Linked DNA regions of Mus musculus: region 1 is linked to region 2. Evidence: chromatin contacts called from public HiChIP or PLAC-seq data. All regions are on one chromosome and are shown on one strand. Each heading gives the region's core, a stretch centred on a gene start, on an enhancer-like site or on the middle of the called end of the contact. The rest is flanking DNA. Distances are from core to core; before and after follow the strand shown.

Region 1 (5,230 bases), core at 1,318-3,817, 190 kb before region 2:
CAAGGACACTTTTCTAGAAGTGGTCTGGTCATAGGGTCCAGGTTTCCTGCCTCGTGCTCAGGTGAGCCGGTACCTGTCGCTGTGCCCTGCTCAGAACTGCTAAAGCAGGGCTCGAGTCAGAGTACTTATTTGGCATGTATGAACCCTTAGGCTGTAATCATCAGGACCGAATAAACCCAGTTTGGCAGTCTGTGCCTGCAGCCTAGCCACTCAGGAGCTCTAGGCAGGGGGATCAGAAGTTCAAGGGCATCTTTGGACATATAATAACCAGCCTTGGTTACATGAGACTCTGAACTAGCACTCGAAATCCTAGAAAGAAGCTATGGTGGGTGGCAAAGGCTGATTTGTGGGCTGATGAGAACAGCAATGGTGTAGAGAGTTGGGATGGTGCAAGTCCAGTGCCTAATTATCTTGATTTACCTTTAGCTTCACCCATAGCCATTTATTGCCCCCCTCTGTATGTGACTTAACATTTTTGGTACCATTAGGTAAATCGTTTGGGATATATGAACAGGATCCAAGTTTCCGCCAACCAAAGGGTTAAGAATACTGTCAGGTACTTTCTGAAACCTACGGCAGAGCCTCCACCGCACCCTGTCGTCTCCCCCATGCAGCTGTTGCCTGCTACCTGATGGATTTGAAAGTATATCGCCTTATGGCTTTCTTTGCTCCTGTTTCTATAAACAAGATCGCTGCCTCTTTGGAACACATTATTTGGGGGAAACATGAATCTTTGTTCCTCATTGTGGGCTCTGGAATGAACCAACTCCTTTGTTCCTTTGAGATGCGAGCTGCTTCTGTAGTTGATGAGACCCTGGTTCCCTGCCCCCAGCCCCCCAGATATCAGCAGGAAGGCTTGTGCAGAGCAGAGGAAGAGCAGTGTCACATGGCACACAGCCTGGCGGAGGGGGCAGGCCCGGTGACATTTGACAGTGAGAAGGGTGGCCTGGACTTTTTCTGCATCTCTCCTTCTGCTAAATCTTTCCTTGCGGACCTGGTTCCTTCTGCCTAACGGCTAGAAGCCATCTTTGGCTTTCACCCTCCCTTCCTTCTGCCTATCAGCTGGGCCTCCTGATCCACTCACTTCTGCCTGTGCCCACTGTCACCTTAGAGGGCCGCCTTCCACCTCGCAGGGAATCCCTCAGGCTCCCAGGAAGCCTCCACCTTTACTCCGGTAGTTGCCATTCCCCGCAGCACCGCTAGAGGGCACTCGTAAAGTACATTCCAAACCCGCTGAAATTTCCCCGGGGGACTACCACGCGATGAAAAACAATTCCTTATTCTGGCTTCAGAGCCCTGCATAATTGACCCCCGCTGCCTTTCTGACTCGGGCTCTGCCCCTACATTCCCATCAGGTCAAACCTGTTCAACCGCGGGGTCATCGTCTGCTCCTAAGATATCTCGCTCATTTCTCTGGCGACTTTCGTACTTGCTGTTCCCTGGACCTGGAATAATGTTCCTCCCTGTGGCTGGCTGGCTCCTTTTTATTATCTCGGAGGAGCCACCCCAGCCGCACCCTCTCAAATCTCTGCCCCTTCCCTGTCGCTGACACTCCAGTTAGTTACCTTGTACACATTCTTGCTTACTGCCTATCTCCCACCACCTTGAAACTGCGGCCTCCATACAAGCCCCGCTCCGTGGGCAAGTGATTTGGAGACCGAGTACCTGGATCATGCAGTGAGAGTCAGGAAAGGTGGCCTCTCATCCGGGCTTGGGGGGACATTGGACCTAGAAGGAACTTTTCTGACTTGGGAGCCGAGAGCCGGAAGAGGCTTTGGTTATCTAGCGAGAGTACACTCAGAAATCTAAGCAAGCAAGACTAATCGTAGCTTGTTTGGAAATCAGTTATATGACCTTCCTGAGCCCCAGCTGTATTCGGGCACTGTACCCATGTTGGTGTTGCAGAAATATGCCTGCCGTTTGGAAGTTCACAGTGACGAGCTGTTCTATGAAAGGCGCCCGGTGACAGGGGAGTGGTGGAGGAACAGGGCTGTGCACAGTGTGAACGAAGGCCCAGCTGCTCAAGCAGGCTATGGCAGGGAAGATGATGAGCAGCAGGGGCCGAGGGGGAGGGAAGGGGGTAGCAGAGGAGAGGATGGGGGGCCGTTTACAGCACAGACTGCGACTGCACGGGGCTGTTGACTTTCTCTGAGTTAAATGAATGGCACAGAGTGATACGATTTGGATGGTTTTCTGGCTGGTGATTGGAACTGCATAGAGGGCAAAGAGGAGAGATGTTGTCCCAGCAACAGCGGCAACCCTGGGTGGATTTGATGATTCAGAAAGTCTGGGAGCCGGAGAGTGTCCGTCAAGCTGCTTGATAACCTGGTTTGCTTTCTATGGCTATGATAAAACATTCGGAATAAAAAGCGGCTCGGCGAGGAAAGGGTTTATGTGGCTTACAAGCTCACAGTCCATCGCTGTTAGAGCGGGAACTCCAGGCAGGGACTGAAGCGAGGTCACGGAGGAATGCTGCAAGCTGCATGCTGCATGCTGCCCGCTGCCCATGGCTCCCAAGAAAGCTTGAGGAGCTCTGCAAGCTGCCACTAGGGGGCGCAGTTTCCCACAGAGCCTCTGGGATGGAGGCTTCTATGTGTGCCACTTGCCAGGCAGAGGGGACCTGGCGCTCCTTCCCACCCAGAACTCTGGCGAGCTCCAGTTTAAATGCAAACGAGGTTGCTCAAGAGTGTTGCGAGATTGTTTTCTTGGGCAAGTGTTGATGTTTCTGATGAAGTCCTGTTTATTCTTAGAAAAGCTGTGAGCTCAGCCTGCCTTCCATCGCCACGATCATTAAACGGTCTTATTGGGCCCAGTTAATGAGATCAACGCTGATGTGGTTCTGTTGTTGTTGGAGTTGAGAATTTAGGGTTTGGCATCTGACACACTAGATAGAATTCAAACCTCAGCTTGGCTCAGTTGGCTTTGCTCTTGGCAAGTTTGTGTTTATTTGTTTATTGTTTATTTTAGGCTTTGAAGGGAGGAGAGGCCTTTAACCTGGGAGTAAAAAGATTCAGTCACAGTATTTATTTCCACTTTTTGAACCCCAAAGGAGTGTACATTCTGAACCGGGAGGCCTGCTTTGTGCCACAGTTCTGCCAGCTGTATGTTCCTAAGTCCTTAGCTTCTGTGTGAAATGGGATGCAGGAGGCCGCAGAGATAGGAGAGGGTGCTGGTGTAGGCTCCTCCCCCATCCAGCATGGGCACCAAGTAGATGCCACGTTCGAGTTGGTACCTGAAGAGGCCAAAAGTGTGCAGGAGACCCTTGGAACTGTAGTTACAGGTGGCTGTGAGCTGCCCAGCGTGGCTGCTGAGAACGGAACCCAGGTCCTCTGCAAGAGCAGCAAGGGTCTTCACTGCGGAGCCACTCTCAAGCCCCTGTGCTCCAGCCTCTAGAGTAACCCAGGGCAGGCCTGTGCCTCTAGGCCTGGCTATGAGGTTGGGCGGGTTTGTTGCTTTGTTTTGTTTGTTAGTTTTTGGGGTTTTTTTTAGTTCATTTATTTTTAATTGTTCTTTAAATTTTTTTATATTTTTAATTTTTTTACATTTTAAAATTTTTATAAAATTAAATATTTTTAATTTTATAAACTGTTATAAAATACTTGAAAGTAGATAAAGACAGCACATATCTGAAATATTTATTTCTGTGTGTAGGGGCATGTGTGACATGTCACAGTTGGTTCCCTGCCTGGGGTCAACCCAGGTCATCAGATTTGGTGGCAAGTGCCTTGCCCACCCAGCCATCTCTCTGGCCCCTTGCTTTGTACTTTTGAGACAGTCTCACTCTGTAACCCAGACTGGCCTTGAACTCACGGCAGCCTTTCTAACTTGGCCTCTCCAGTACAGGATTAGAGGCATAAGCCAACATGCATGGCTAAATTAGTCTTTATTTATGTTTTAAGTTTGCTTAGTTATGCTTTTAAATTATTATATTTGTCAGTGTTTTGCCTACATGTATGTCTCGGTAGTAACACATGTATGCCCGATGTCTGAAGCGATCAGAAGCACTCTTCTGTTGGGTCTCCTGGAACTGAAGCTGTAGATGGGGGTGAGCCATGATGTAGGTACTAGGAGTTGAACCCAGGTTCTCTAAAAGAGCAGCAAGTGCCCTTAGCTACCGAGCCATCTCTCTAACCCCCTAAGTTCAGTTTTGAATAAAGTGTATTTTTTCTGATAGTAAGACTTATCCATAATTACTAGCTACTATAAAAAGCGATCTATCCAGAAAAGCTAGGCCCAACTTTTGGTTTCTTTCTTTCTTTTTTTTTTTTTTTTTTTTTTAATTTTATTTTAGTTTTGTTTTTTCCAGACAGGGTTTCTCTGTGTAGCCCTGGCTATCCTGGAACTCACTCTGTAGACCAGGCTGTCCTTGAACTCAGAGATCCAACTGCCTCTGCCTCCCAAGTGCTGAGATTAAAGGCTTGTACCACCACTGCTCAGCCCACTTTTTTTTTGTTTGTTTTGGTTTTTTTTGTTTTTTTCCGAGACAGGGTTTCTCTGTGTAGCCCTGGCTGTCCTGGAACTCACTTTGTAGACCAGGCTGGCCTCGAACTCAGAAATCCACCTGCCTCTGCTTCCTGAGTGCTGGGATTAAAGGCATGCGCCACCACACCCGGCTACGCTCAGCCCACTTTTAAAAAATATTTTTATGCTTATTTACATGCGTGCGTGCGTGCGTGTGTGTGTGTGTGTGTGTGTGTGTGTGCATGCACTAAAACATGTATGTGAAGGTCAGAGCATAATTGATGAAAGTGGCTTTTCCCCTTCAGGTCAGCAGTCCTGGTGGCAAGCACTTGTCACTCAGTGACAAGACTTGTCTTGTCAGTCCCCGTTCTTCTTTTATAGATGAGGTACCTAAGAGTGGCCACTTGTCCATGGTGAAGGTTGGACAGAACCTGGCTTCCTGCTGACTCGGGTGAGGGTGGGGGTGGAGCTCAGTGAGGAAAGCTACAGTGTAGCCAAGCCAGCAGGGCCGGGAGGCTTTGGGGGTCTGCTTTGCCCACCATTAGTGCTAAGGCAGTCACCTTCCCTGCAGAGTGCTGGTTTCTGCATCTTTGAAGCCTCCATTGGCTTCCCTCCCACAGAGTGCCCAGCTCCAAAGCTGTCAGAGATTTGTGTAGGCAGACCAAGGAGAGTAGGAGAGCTGTCACCTACGGAGGGGAGGCTGGAGAAAGGGCCTCTGAAGCTGGCATGAGCTTCAGCGTGTGAGCTGTGCCCTTCGAAGCGACAGGCC
Region 2 (5,864 bases), core at 1,442-3,941:
CCATGTGACTTCCTGGGGATGCTCCTCACTTCGGGGGCCATAACCAAGAGCAGACGGTGTCGAGGGATTGGAACCACTATCCTTGAGAGGTGAGAGCCCTAGGCCATTGATACCAATTGACCCAGAACAGGTCCCAGGCACCTGGCCTCCTGAAAGTCCCAGGAGCTGGATGGCAGAAGAGTGGAGCTGGTAATGTTCTGCAACACGTGCCTCCCACTGCAGACACGAACCTTCTTGAAAATCATATGATGCCGCTCACTAAGTACTTCCACACCAGGGACTGTGTTATGCATTCTCTGTGCATCTGTTTGTTTAACTCTCAGAAGAACTCTTTGAGATGCAGGCAGTTCTTTGGGTTTTTTTGTTTTTGTTTTTGTTTTTTGTTTGTTTGTTTGTTTGTTTTTTGAGACAGGGTTTCTCTGTTCCTGGCTGTCCTGGAACTCACTCTGTAGACCAGGAGGCTGGCCTCGAACTCAGAAATCCACCTGCCTCTGCCTCCCAAGTGCTGGAATTAAAGGCATGCGCCACCACGCCCAGCAAGCAGTTCTTAACAACCTATGTTTCAGATGAGGTAATGAGGGTCTGAGAGTTTTAGTTCACAAGGCCAAAGTCACATAACCAGTAACAGGCAAGGCAAGCTCTGGGTACCCGCCATTGGTCTTTCTAACTACATCCTTATAAGGAAGATGCTCATTGGATGCTTGGATTCTTACTGGGTATCCTTTCTACTATACGGAAGCATCCATGGCTCCACCTCCACCCAGGCTCCCAATTCCACCACCACCACCACCAACAACGCCTGAGCCAGCCCGTGTCCATCACAGAGCATTTATGAGCCCATTACAAACAGAGAAGCTCCTGGACTCCAGGGGGCCCTAGACTCAGGTGTGAAAAAAACAGAGGGCCTCAGGGAAACACTATATTCAACTTGCTTGGATGGGGAGCCTGGGTGTGACTGAAAAAGACAACTGTAAATGGTGGGAATCTCGTCTACAAGTGATGAGGATTTTCATGTTTGTGGATCTGGGTGGGTGGGGTGGGGAACCTGCATCTTTGGAAACAGACAGGAGGAGGGTTGGGCAAACACAGGCTCCAGCATGAGAGAATGTCTTCTAGTTTCCCCCACGGAGGGCCTAACACTTCCCTTTTGTCCCTACACCCAGCTTAATAGCTCACAAAATATAGCATCATTGCAAGAAAATATACACAAGGCTGGGTGTCTTAGGTTTTTACTGCTGTAAACAGACACCATGACCAAGGCAACTGTTATAAAAACAACATTTAGTTGGGGCTGGCTTACAGGTTCAGAGATTCCGTCTGTTATCATGGGGGGAGCATGGCAGCATCCAGGCAGGCATGGTGGAGGAAGAGCCGAGAGTTCTACATCTTCATCTGAAGGCTGCTAGTGGAAGACTGACTTCTAGGCAGCTAGGATGAGGGTCTTAAAGCCCTACACCCACAGTGACACACCTATTCCCACAAGGCCACACCTCCTAATAGTGTCACCGCCTGGGCCAAGCATATACAAACCATCACACCGGTTAAAGAGATGAAATGGTTGGTGTGTATAGGTGAGTAGGCCATAAACAGACTGAAGAAGAGTATGGATGCTATGGTGAGTTTAGCTAACTGCTTTGGCTCCTGGCGGGTTGCACGTGCGCACAACCAGTCTGGACTTGTGAATGAAATCTCTCTCTCTCTCTCTCCCTCCCCCTCTCTCTCTCTCTCTCCTCTCTCTCTCTCTCTCTCTCACACACACACACACACACACACACACACCAGTTAATTTTACTGTGTCTTGACTGGCTCAAAGGCTGGACAGGTCTAATCCTCTGCCTGGCTAGCATACATTTCCCCCTGGGCCAACACAATTTAAATCTATGTCTTATCTTTGTTGTCCTATAATCTTCTGGGCAGCCCCTCCCATAGGGTCACTATCCCTTTTCCACCTACATTTTGGATGAATTTTCTTCTACAGCTCTAAATCGGATCCATTTCCCTCCGAGACATAGTGCTCTCTTCCTTTCTTCCTCTCTGCCAGTTCCTAGACCTGGCAAATTTCCAAGCCCTGCCTCAGTCTACCTGCCCAGCCATTGGCCGTTGGCTCTTTATTGATTGATAAAAAACCAACTGGATACAAGGACCTTTAGCGTTTGGACACACAGATTTCTGATTTTGGGGACCGGATTAATTCAAAGCATTAGAACCAATCCCCAACGTCTGGAGACACGAATGGATAGGAGGATAGGTGGGCGGTTAAAAGGAAGGAAAACTGAAAGAATGGCCAGGTGGGACAGTGAGAGGAGGGACGACTGGATGAATGGGGGCGGGGGGAGATGTGGGTAGACGGATGAATCTGGAGGACGCGTGGCAGGATGGTGACCGAATGTGAAACGTATGGATGTGATAAAGGATGGAGAGAAAACAAAGGGCACACACACACCGTGTGCAATACCAGAGCGCTACCACATCTCACTAAAGCCTTCTCGTCCTCCAGGCCATCGGCTGGAGTATAACCTTGCTGGTGATAGTGGTGGCCTTCCTAGCCCGCTGTCTGAGACCCTGCTTCGACCAGACCGTCTTCCTACAGCGCAGATACTGGAGCAACTATATGGACCTGGAACAGAAGCTCTTTGATGAGACGTGCTGTGAGCATGCGCGGGACTTCGCACACCGTTGCGTGCTGCACTTCTTCGCAAACATGCAGAGCGAGCTACGTGCCCTGGGGTTACGTCGGGACCCAGCTGGTGGCATCCCAGAATCACAGGAGTCCTCGGAGCCCCCGGAGCTCCGGGAGGACCGGGATAGTGGAAACGGGAAGGCCCATCTGCGCGCGATCTCCAGCCGGGAGCAGGTGGATCAACTCCTCAGTACCTGGTACTCCAGCAAGCCGCCGCTTGACCTCGCAGCATCTCCCAGGCGCTGGGGGCCTGGCCTCAATCACCGCGCCCCTATAGCTGCTCCAGGCACCAAGCTATGCCACCAGCTCAATGTATAGGGATCTTACAAGGCTCCAACAGCAGCAGTTTTCCGTGTCAAATTCCCATGTTGGCACAGGTCTGGAAGCCAGCCTCCCATGTTGGCATCCTTCCCAGATAGCCCAGTAGCTACCTAGTTTCTGGGTATGTCCTCCTCTGTGGATCCCGTTCCCTCTGGACCCTGATTAAGTTCAGATTCCTATTCAGTGCATTTAGACTGAGTCCCTAAATCTGTCCTTTCCTTCCCTCCCTTTTTCCTCCCTCTCTTCTTTCTCCCTCCTGCCCTTTCTTCCTTCCTCTCTCCTTTCCTCCCTTTCTTCCTTATCTTTTCCTTCTCTCCTCACCCCGCCCCCCATCTCTTTTGAGGAAGAGTCACACTTCAGCCGTCTAGCTGAAGATGACCTTGAACTCCAGGCCTGGGATACATGGCTAGCCTCCTGCCTCAGGCTCCCTTAGTGTTAGGATTAGAGGTATGAGCTGCCACCCCCCCAATTTCCAGAATTTCATCTCTAACAAGCCCCCACACAATACTGGTTCTTCTAGTCATTGGATCAAACTTTGAGTAGCCATAGTCTGAATAGATCTGTTGTGGATCTGGATCATAGACATTGACTCAAAACTTAAAAACAAAAAAATTATCATAATAATGTCACGTGCCAGATATTTATTCAGTCGGTCTTCTTGTAGTCTAGTGAAGTCATGATTATTAGCGTCCTGCTTTAGATTTAAATTACATTATGTATGTATGTATGTATGTATTGTGTGTGTGTATTGTGTGTGTGTGTACTTGCACACACATATGGCTTGGTGCATGTGTAGAGATCAAAGGACAACTTGTAGGAGTCATCTCTCTCATTCTGCCATGTCTGTATCAGAGATCAAACTCCGGCCATCAGGCTTGGCAACAAGTACTGTTACCTGCTGAGCCATCTCGCCGCCCTTTCTCGTTTGTTTAGGATTTATTTTATCCTGTGTGCACGGGGAGGCAGTGGGCATAGGCACATGACTGGCCACAGAGACCAGAGATGGTGGATCTCCTGGAGCTGGAGTTACAGGCAGTTGTGAGCTGCTTGACATGGGAGCTGGGAACCAAGCTTGGGTGCTTTGCAAGAACCGTATGGACTCTCAACCACTGAGCCATCTCTCCAACCCCACTCACCCCATCTGAAAGCCTTACTCTGGAGCCTTAGCTGACCTGGAGCTTGTAGTGATCTTTCTGATTCAGCTTTGTGAGTCCTGGGGTTACAGGTATGCCAGCACACCCTAGACACTCTCTCTGTCTCTGTCTTTCTGTCTCTCTGTCTCTCTGTCTCTGTCTGTCTCTCTGTCTCTGTCTGTCTGTCTGTCTGTCTGTCTCTCTCTCTCTCTCTCTTTCTCTCTCTCGTGTGTGTGTGTGTGTGTGTGTGTGTGTGTGTGTGTGTGTGTGTGTGTGTGTGAAATATGATCCCATGAAACTTAGTTGGCCTCCAACTTTCCGGCTAGCTGAAGGTAACCTTGAGCTTCCGACCTCCCTGCCTGCACTTCCTGAGTTCCGGAATTACAGATGTGCCCCAGCTGTGCCTAGTTTATGCAATGCTGGGGTGGAACAAAGCACACACTAAGCAGGCACTTTGTCACCTAAGCTACATTATTACACAATTGTTTGAGAGGGAAAAAAAAAAAAAGCAAACCAAGAGGGTGACATTGCCCAAGGTCACCTGCATAGGGGCTGGCACTGAGTGCCAGGTTCCCTGGCTCTGGGTTCTGCTCTGAGCTATGACACCAGTTTACTCTCTAGATTGTTTTATTGCCCTTCAGTGCCCTTGTTGGGTTTCTTGCTGCTTCTACCAGGGTCCTCATAATAGGTTCTAGCAAGCTCTGCTTGGTAAATTCCCCATGAAAGCCTCGGGTACTAACTCCTAATGGCCACTCCAGATAGTTTCCACTTTCCAGACTGGAGGTATAGCTCAGCTGGTGGAATGTGTGCCCAGCATGACTGAGGGTCATTGTATAAACTGGACATGGTGTGCACACTTGTTTCCAGCACTCAGGATGTGGAGGCAGGAGCACCAGATGTTTGAGGTTGTCAAAGCCAGCCTGGACTACATAAGACCATATCTTAAAAATAAACAGGGGGCTGGTGAGATGGCTCAGTGGGTAAGAGCACCCGACTGCTCTTCCGAAGGTCTGGAGTTCAAATCCCAGCAACCACATGGTGGCTCACAACCATCTGTAACGAGATCTGATGCCCTCTTCTGGAGTGTCTGAAGACAGCTACAGTGTACTTACATATAATGAATACATAAATCTTTAAAAAAAAAAAGAGAGAGAGAAAGAGATTTCCACTAAATATGAAATCATTTAAATATATTCATGATTTCTTCCTCTCTTTATAAAAAATAAAATAAACAGGTAGGGCCGATGAGATAGCTCTGGGAGTAAAGGCGACAGTTGCCAACCCTGCAGACCCGACTTCAGTCCCCAGAACCCATGTGATAGTGGAGAAGCTACTCTCGCAAGTTGTCCACTGACTTCCACACACATCCCGGGCAGTCACACAACACACAGTAAATAACTGTTTAAAAAGTTCTTAAAAATAAATGAGAAAAGAAAAGTGCTTAAAAACAGCTAACATTTTCCTGTGGTGTACCAGTTTCCAGCAGTTCTGTTTGTAGCTCCCCAAAGCTAAGCCTGGTCTGGGCTCTTTTAAGCCAGCTGTCTGCCCTCAAGCTGACAGGGATGCCTCTCTAGCCTTTCTACCACCATCTTTGCTGCCTGCTGCCCGAATCTCCAGTCAGCAGCATCCCCTTCTTAGGTGGCCTCTTCCAGCGAGAATCCTAGCTGCACCCCCAGCTTGGTAAGGATGTCTCCAGAACCTGGCAGGGTCTAGCCTGGGGACAAAACCTG

The links. HiChIP or PLAC-seq counts read pairs in DNA pulled down with a chosen protein or histone mark.
Region 1: an H3K4me3 HiChIP or PLAC-seq map of forebrain shows a contact between it and region 2, with 3 times the contacts expected there. The contact joins two enhancer-like sites. A contact is called at or near these places in 4 of 39 promoter capture datasets (the C10 cell line, cranial neural crest, liver and 1 more), 1 of 15 datasets of contacts at CTCF or cohesin (embryonic stem cells), 5 of 484 Hi-C or Micro-C datasets (embryonic stem cells, liver and myocytes), 8 of 115 datasets of contacts at active chromatin or transcription factors (bone marrow-derived macrophages, craniofacial prominence, embryonic basal ganglia and 5 more) and 1 of 9 other capture datasets (liver).

The regions. Positions count from the first base shown.
Region 1 is chr19:47,335,343-47,340,572 of GRCm38.p6, reverse strand. All of the region lies in intron 6 of Sh3pxd2a (SH3 and PX domains 2A), which reads left to right. Among named protein-coding and RNA genes, the nearest start is that of Gm29834, 51 kb to the right of the region's middle. Within about 2 kb of position 2,567, at least 42 of the 459 cell types and tissues checked have an H3K27ac peak or open chromatin away from gene starts, as enhancers often do. A contact at or near this core is called in forebrain, where this site is marked.
Region 2 is chr19:47,148,743-47,154,606 of GRCm38.p6, reverse strand. It overlaps the pseudogene Calhm3. Among named protein-coding and RNA genes, the nearest start is that of Calhm1, 7.5 kb to the right of the region's middle. Within about 2 kb of position 2,691, at least 31 of the 459 cell types and tissues checked have an H3K27ac peak or open chromatin away from gene starts, as enhancers often do. A contact at or near this core is called in forebrain, where this site is marked.